3 separate regions of the Zea mays genome follow, and all the other regions are linked to region 2. The links are chromatin contacts, called in public Hi-C maps. All regions are on one chromosome and are shown on one strand. Each heading gives the region's core, a stretch centred on a gene start, on an enhancer-like site or on the middle of the called end of the contact. The rest is flanking DNA. Distances are from core to core; before and after follow the strand shown. Region 1 has its middle 44 kb from the start of LOC103638888. Region 2 holds the start of LOC100277332. Region 3 holds the start of LOC100383133.

Evidence for each region. Hi-C and Micro-C count contacts between places; a contact is called where the count stands out from the background.
Region 1: a Hi-C map of bundle sheath shows a contact between it and region 2, with 3 times the contacts expected there. The contact joins the enhancer-like site here to the promoter of LOC100277332 in region 2. A contact is called at or near these places in 2 of 25 Hi-C or Micro-C datasets (bundle sheath and ear).
Region 3: a contact with region 2 is called in a Hi-C map of ear, with 2.3 times the contacts expected there. The contact joins the promoter of LOC100383133 here to the promoter of LOC100277332 in region 2. A contact is called at or near these places in 6 of 25 Hi-C or Micro-C datasets (bundle sheath, ear, endosperm and 2 more) and 1 of 3 datasets of contacts at active chromatin or transcription factors (seedling).

The regions. Positions count from the first base shown.
Region 1 is chr9:116,928,228-116,930,950 of Zm-B73-REFERENCE-NAM-5.0, reverse strand. No RefSeq gene overlaps it. Among protein-coding and RNA genes, the nearest start is that of LOC103638888, 44 kb to the right of the region's middle. Within about 2 kb of position 1,265, at least 15 of the 20 cell types and tissues checked have an H3K27ac peak or open chromatin away from gene starts, as enhancers often do. A contact at or near this core is called in bundle sheath and ear, where this site is marked.
Region 2 is chr9:116,695,896-116,698,703 of Zm-B73-REFERENCE-NAM-5.0, reverse strand. LOC100277332 reads left to right here and starts at 1,278. Exons shown (of 1, transcript NM_001150927.2): 1 at 1,278-1,849. The coding sequence starts at 1,344. The coding sequence ends at 1,646.
Region 3 is chr9:116,830,626-116,833,325 of Zm-B73-REFERENCE-NAM-5.0, reverse strand. It overlaps LOC100383133, which reads right to left and starts at 1,288. Exons shown (of 20, transcript NM_001361948.1): 1 at 922-1,288; 2 at 1-121. The coding sequence starts at 101.

The sequences.
Region 1 (2,723 bases), core at 16-2,515, 230 kb before region 2:
GATCTGTGGCGCCGAGCTAGGTGCCACGCGGACTGCCACGTCACGAAGCTCGGCGCCATAGGCTGTGGCGCCGAGCTGTGTTACCTCGACGCCACAGCCTATGGCACCGAGCTTCGGGTCCAAACGCGCAAATAAAATTTCTGGGGATCCAAACGTAAATTTTTGACTCGAAAGGGGCTAAAAAACAAAAAATTCGGTAGATATTAGCATGTACCATAAGCTAATAGAGTAAAAATTCACTGGGTTTCGGATGTCAGGTACCTATTACCATCTATATGTAACTCCCTGTCTCTCTATCTACTCTATCTAGAACTCTAGACCTACGTCGATTACTTCAGTCAGATAAGGGGACTGATCAGACAGGACCATAAGATCCTAGACATCAAAGAATCACTATCAATGATGAGAGAAAAGGGCCGGAGCAGAGGTGGCGGGGGTGGTCACTGGTAAACAGTTTGGCGGCATTGCGCAGGTTAAAACCAGGTAAGGCCATAAAACCCTTAACATCAAAGAATCACTATCAACGATCCGAGAAAAGGGCCGGAGCAGAGGTGGCGGGTGTGGTTACTGGTAAATAGCTTGCTGGCCTTGCACAGGTTAAAACCAGGGAAGGCTGGTTGCCTGGTTCTTCTGGTCGTCAGTTGGATAGAGATTCGCAACACTACCGGAGTCCTGTAATACAAGTTGGCATCCGTTGTTTTCTTCAGATTAAAAATTGACATATAACTACGAGTACCCTGCCTGCATGGAGATTTTTGCTATTACGGAGAGCCACTACTGCCTTGTGAACGTGTAGCAATGGTCCGCTGCATGCAGCAGGTAAGTCTCGGATGGGCGTCCAAATCTCAGGTCTGACTGATCGATGGCCATATAAACGAGTCAACCGAATTCAAGAACGGTGGATGCATGCTAAGCTAGCTCGATCGGCTTCTCCGTCGAGTCAATTGAGTCTTGGTACAGTGTTTGCTGCATGTCTCTATCAGATTGATCCGCGTTTGCAATGAGAGAGACCCTGATGTCTACAGAACTTACCAAGGTGACACCAAAACTGGTGGAAGCGGAGGATGTGGCAGGCGAAGAAATACGAAAAGAAAGACGACAACGTGGTGGTTGCCCACCAGGCCACCACAGGTGAAGGCAGACGACGACAGTGATGCGTGGCGGTGGTACGCGGACGTCTGTATCAGTTCCCAGTCACCAGGGGCCGGTTATTCCCCCCTTCGGCCCTTCCCACCTCTCAGGAATTGCATCCAATCCAAATGCCTTTTGGCCGGTCCGTGCTATACATTATACTGTTTACTAATTACTATTATATATAGTAGGCAGGTACGGAGTAGCCAATTCCGGTCCGTGCTCTCCCGCCCGCTCCTTGCCAAGAACCTTGTCTTGGGCAGGTGCACGAACACATGGCACTGCAAGCCGGGATGATGCCCGATTACCAGCGCGAGCAGCCGGAACCGGAACAGCAGGTAGCGATCCTCGCTGGGCGCCGCGAGCGCGACGACGGAGCCCGGCGCCTCTTCCTGGACGCCGGCCGCGTGCTCATGCTGCTGGGGTGGAGCGCGCTCGCCTCCGCCGCCGGCCCGAAGAACGACGACAATCGTCCCGGCAATTCCGGCGCCGCGCACGCGTACGCGCTCATCCTCGCCTTGGTCCTGTGGCTTCTCGGCGTGTCCCTCGTTGCGCTCGTGCACGTGGAGCGCCGGTTCCCGCGCGCCGCGGGAGTGGGAGGCGCCGCGGCCTAACGCTGTCGTCGACTACTTCTTCTTTGCACCCCTGTAGATCGAACTAGCTCTGGCTCTGGAAATTCGCGCCTCTCGTGTCTCGTGGCCTGCTGTACGTGAGCGAAGTTTGGCTATCGCTGTTTGCTGCTGCAGGTACATGGACGGAAATGACCAGAACGGCCCGTTGTTAGCTTAATTTGCCGGTGTGAGTGACAATGACTCACTGTCACTGCCGGGAAGCAGCTGATGATGTTCGATCGGCCACCACCTCCTTCTCTTATTCTGGTGTGTTTACTATCGTCTCTTGTCAGCACGTCAACTGTGCAGTGTTTATATGGAAATAAAGAAAGCACACGGCTGGCCAATCGTATGGGGTTTTCTTTTTCCTTGGTTTTTCTTCACATGATGAAAGTACGGTGTTCTTCAGACGTCTCAATTCAGGTCAAAGCTAAAATCAACATATATCTCCAGTGGCGGAGGGTCTAATATGGCTGGGTATGGCCCAAGCCATACCTTGGCTTAGCCCATCAGCAGACCAAAAAAGCCTCTTCTCTTCCGATCCGGCTCTTCGCAGCAGTCGCTCCTCCATCTCCCGCATCTCTCTATTCTCTAGCAAAGGCGAGGGCGAGGCAAGGCTGAGACGGCTGGCCGTAGCTGTGCGCCCGCCTGCTGCACCGGCGCAGGCGCGCATGCGCGCAGCGGCGCACTCTGCCTCTTTCTCCACTCTTTCAGTCTGGCAGTCTCCATTCTCCTGATCTGAAACGAGTTGGGCTTGGGCAGCAGCCAGCAGACTAGCAGAGCTGCAGAGGGAGGAATAATTTGTTTCTACTTTGGATTGTGTTGAGAATCTAATTTGACGTGCCCAGAATCAGTTACAGTTGCTCATTTTTACAGGATTTATTAGCAAACTTCGCAGTATTAATTCGGGAATCTACTTAACGGGTCCAAACCTCACCCCCTTATATAAACGAAGGGGCACGACGGATTGATGGCTTCCAC
Region 2 (2,808 bases), core at 29-2,528:
CCTTTTGACATCGTATATAAAATGGGGTCGATTAATTCAAACGCCGTCGTCCAGTTTGAACCTAATGTCGTCGTTCTGTTTTGAAATTTGCGAAGACGTAGGGTTCCGAGTTTCCCCGGTCAGTGAGTGTCCACTGTTGAGTACTTGAGGCCCGTTCGGTTCCAAGGAATCGTGGACTGAAACAATTCCTAATCCGTTTGTTTGTCTAGTTTATATACAAGCTTCAACCAACTGAAACAATTCCTGAGCAAATGAACGGGGCCTTAATTAAGCAGAATATTTTGAAATATGAATTCCTCAAATGGACAAGAAGCAAGCACACGCTCTCACAAAGCCGCAGTCCGTTCTTCAGGGCCCGTTTGGTCCGCTTTTATTAATTTACTTTGTAGTTTACAATCAAACGACAAATTAAATGCGTTTTACATAGACACGCAGGCCATAGGTTGGGAATGCAGCTTCCAAGAAGCTACCATCGGTATCCGCCAGCATGTTTTCTGGTCAAAGCTTACTATTTATTATTCGCAGCCGGTATTACTGGACGGGCTCGATAAAACTTCACGAATAGCGCTTAAATGGGGGACCGTATCGTATAAACATGGACAGGTATGTGCACATGAGCAATCCTAGCCCTTCAACGTCGATCCGATGGTCGTCAAATTTTTTTACACTTTAACCCTCCCACAGCTGTCCTTGCACTGCAAATTTTCTTTTGCAAACACCTTCCCTCCCCTTCTTCCCCAGATTGAAGCACGCCAACTACTCTGTTGACAAACGCCGCAGGACGACACCTCGACGAGGTGCTAAGGTTCCCGGCCAACATGACGGCCATGGCACCAGACTGGAACCCTAAACCCGTCATGAAGCCACCATGGCTAGGGCATGCCGTTGGCGGCGCAACCATTCCGCAGCAACCTCGAGCCCCGCGGCGTTAGTGATGGCGACGACGTTTGGTGAGTGAAGATGCCGAGACGACGACGAGAGAGAAGCGGCGGCGGCTACAGCCTACAGACGATGATGGCTGCCAACGAACGCGGGAACTGGGAAGGGGAGGGGGTGTTTAAAAAACAAAATTACAGCACAAGGACAGCTGCGGGAGGGTTAAAATGTAAAACTTTTCGTCACCGTCGGATCAACGTTGAAAGGCCACGATCGCACATGTGCATATGTCATGTCTCCTGTCGTGCTTGTACAGAGGATACGGTGGTGAGCACACCACAAAAACTCAACATTTTTAAAAAAACCTATAAAAAGCCCGGTAGGCTCAGCCAGTCAGGCTTATTACAGCTACACCTCCACTCGACGCAAGAAAGCAGGTACCTCACGGTTGCGGCCTCGGATCTGTGATGGAAGAAAGCAAGACCGGCCCCGGCGGACTGACGGCCCGTGGCAAGGGGAAGGCGCCGGCCCCGCCGCCGCCTCCGCCGAGCCGTGAGGAGGAGAACGGCGGTGGGCACCGTCGCGGGCAGAGGAGGAAAGTCTGGCCGCGTGGCCGCCGCGCGGTCGTAGCTCTCGTGGCGATGGTCGCGGCGGCCCTGTACCTTCTACTCGCTGACGCCGTCGCGGAGCCGCCGCCGGGCGCCTGGGTGCTCGTGGCCTACCTTCTCTGGATCGTCGGGCTGATTATGCTTTTTTCAGTTATGAAGTGAGATTGATGGTCGGTGCTGGTTGGTGTGGGGACTGAGGGCCACGGGATCGTTTCTTTCAGCCTTTCTTTTTCTTATTATGTCTTTTCCTTTTCCTTCTCCTTTTGTACATGCACTTGCGCCGTCTTGATATGATCCTGCCATGCATGATGCATGCGCTAGATTATTACTTGATCGAGCTAATTTAAATTGTCTCTTTTAATTTCATTACTCAGCTCTTCAAATATAATAAAAAAATATCAATCATAGATGTGCTGGGCATCAAATAACACACGATCGATAGAGAAGCACACAAGGACATTTTTTTTGTTTTTTTTTTTGGCTCTAGCGACTCCATCTCCTTTGACTTCAGTTTAAGGAATCTGTTTCGGTTATCTCTGCCGGCCGGCTGCTGCTCATCCGCTTGGCTCCGAGTCAGGCGGCCCTACCACTCCAAAGCTTCGGCACGAAGGACCGCGTGGTGACCGCGGGGCAGCATTGGCCAGTTTGTTGCGCATGTACATACACACAGTCGCACGCCACCGCCACGTGGATTCTGCTGAGATATCGACGGACCCGCGGCGTACTGCTTCCGACACCATATCAGCATCTCGCACCACTACACCAAAATCATACACTGCCTACGGTTTTTTAACTTCCTACAGCTTTTATAACAAACTGTAGGAAATAAATAACTTTCGAGAGGCAACTGGTAGCTCTAGAAAATAAATATAACTTCCTACGGTATTTTATAAAAGTTGTAGGAAGTTAGCTTTCACATGCTCATCCGTGTGTTCGGTCAAGCGAGCCGCTAACTTCCTAGAGGCAACCGTAGGAAGTTAGCATGGACAGCTAACTTTCTACAGCCTTCTCTAGGAAGTTAGCTTTTAATTGCTGATCCGCGGGTGTGGTCAAACGAGCCGCTAACTTCCTATGGCAGACTCTAGGAAGTTAGATTTCAGCTTTTGACCAGTCAAACGAAAAGCTAACTTTCTACGGCTGCCTCTAGGAAGTTAGCATGGACAACTAACTTTGTACGGCCTCCTCTAGGAAGTTATATTTAGCTTTTGACCAGTCAAACGAAAAGCTAACTTCCTACGGCTGCCTCTAGGAAGTTAGATTTCAGCTTTTGACTAGTCAAACGAAAAACTAACTTCCTACAACCTGCTCTAGGAAGTTATTTAAC
Region 3 (2,700 bases), core at 39-2,538, 130 kb before region 2:
CCATAGTCCCCAGCAGACACTGCACCAGTCCTAGAAAGTTTGTTCCCACCATTATGGTCCGGGTTAATGAGATCAACCGGTGCATCAAATGGATCCCGCATATCCTTCCTCTATAATTTTTCTGTAGAAAGATGGCATTAACAGAATGACTAAATGCAGGACGAAAACCCAATATATACACACATGAAAAATAATTTGTTCACTGGCAATCCCAAGCTGAAAAACATAATATATTTAGGTAATCCCTAAGGGTCCCGACAAAAACAAGTCAGACTATAGTTGCCACTAAATTTCAGCTCAAGTTTTGTTGGGAATCGACTGAACAAATGAACCAATCAATCAAACCCCACCCTGGTGAACAGGTCAAGCAAGGTGACAAAGCCCTGTTTGGGAGGATTATTTATGAGGAGCTTTTCTGAGAATTTAGCTGCACATAGAAGCATCAGCCTTAAGGAGATATATGGAAAATTTCACTGTTTGGGCAATCCTTTTCACATGGCTGGTTGTCTGTTTTGAGTGTGAAAAGGCCAGAATGCCGGAAGTATGATAACTTTGTTTCGGTTACTAGCTTCGCGTGGATATTGCTATTTTTGTAACTTCTTTGGTACCTATTAAGGATCTTCAATCTTTAACTGCCAGGTTTGCCGACTTTGAATGGGCGTTTCTGAAATTTATGACTAGTGTTTGATTAAGCATTAGTTGTTACAAAAACTGAAGCAAAAACTCAAATAATATGAAGCATATGTTATCATCAGAAAAGTGCTACTACAACAATCGGTTCATAACCAGTCTGAATCAATTTGGTTGTTCTCAGAAATGATACTGATTCTACAATTCAATCGGCTTCTCCTAATCAGTTCAGTAATAGCTTCAACATTTATTAACTTATCACGAACAGAATAAAAGGATATGACGTATTACCTCCCCGATGCTAGAAGCGGCAAGACGCAGGGGAGTTCTGCTCGGGAAGGAAGAGACCGGGCGACAGGGGAGGGGAGTGTCAGCCCGGCCGAGCCACCGTGCTGGTCGCTTGGCTCAGAAATCCAGAACCCTTCCGGTTCACAAGAGCTGGAGCGCGTGGCCTCGCGGGTGGCGATGGGAAAGGCCCGACGAGGGCGGGGAGGCGGAGAGATCCCCTTCTCCTGCGGGCGATCGGAGGAGTTGGCCCGGGTAGCACCTTCTCGCTAGCCTCCCAAGTCCCAACCCTGGTCGCCTCCGGAGAAGCGAGAGCACGGGAACGTGCGGGCGGGGATGCGCGTCGTTCTGACCGAGAAGGAATGGCGAAGCGGAAGGGGAAGGGGGGAAACGGGAGGACCGGAGGACGGGAGGAGGAATCCAGAGAGAGGGGTTTAGAGCAACTCCGATGCTAAAAGGGTTCCCTAAAAAATTATTACGGGGCGTTTGGATCCTTTCATTTTAGAGGAATTGGAATTCACTTAATAAAATAACTTATTTAGTTTGGAATTTGACATTCCACCACTTTCTAAAGTTCAGATATAAGTCTATCTTAAATTTATGGGGTGGAGGGTGGGAAATGATTTTATGTATTAGTAGAATTGGTTTCTAATCTATAACTTACATTACACTCTTCGTCTCACTCCTCTATATTAAAAATGTAGCACATAAATATCTCCGACATCTTGCTAATAATAGTATACAAATATATTTTGCATAAAACCGAATTAGCTTAATTGATATATGCCTAAATTACTATTATTAGAATGGAATTCAATTCCAATGATCCAAACGGGACGTTAGAGGTATTTAAAAAATAGTGAATTATAGCGTACTAGGTGAGTACCGTGCGTTGCAGCGAAAACATATAATATCATGATAACTTATATATAAAATTTGTCTTATATTGTTATAAGTAAATGTTTCATAATCCATTTGTGATCCTGGCCATACATAAATTTTGTTATTTTAATTTAGTTGTTTCACTACTACATTGTAACCATCAGTATCATACAGACTTCGATATATGTCACGATTTGCATGGTCTCATTATTAGAGAGCACATGTCACACCTGCCGGTAGAAGTTCCCTCATCAGTCATCAGGCACGCACCACCATACACGCTTGCTTACACAAAAGGCAAGTGTATGTGTTTGTGAAAAGAATTAAAGGCAGGCCGACACAAAAGCTACCCCGACGATTGCGAGTGGTCATTGTTATTGGTCCTCCTCTACGTCACCTCCGGCGCCGATATGATGCCACAATCCTTGATATAGTAGTCGTCCAACGCGCGCGAGGGATGACAACGGATAGACTATCCGCGGATAGTGTCTCTAGACATACCCATTACCCGCTACGAATAAAAAATAGTATCCACATCCGTTACCCACGGATAATGGATATCCATGGATATATCTGTTTGCCCACTACACATACAACATATTTGAATCCAACAAATTCAAATATGATAACATATTTGTCTAGCAAATTTAAATATGATAAAAACACGATTGGGGGATTTGGGGAGGCTAGACGGTCAGGAGATGGGCGGGCCGCGACGGAACTTGGGCTGGCTGTGGTTCGTGAAGTGGTTCCAAACTCCAGTGATCCCACATGTCAAGTTACTTTAATGGATATTCGGGTATTCAAGTATGGATACTGATTTTTCGTACCCGTTTTAAAAATATCCACGGATATCAACTGCTATCCGTATCCATATCCACGGATACAGGCTCGTACCCAAAA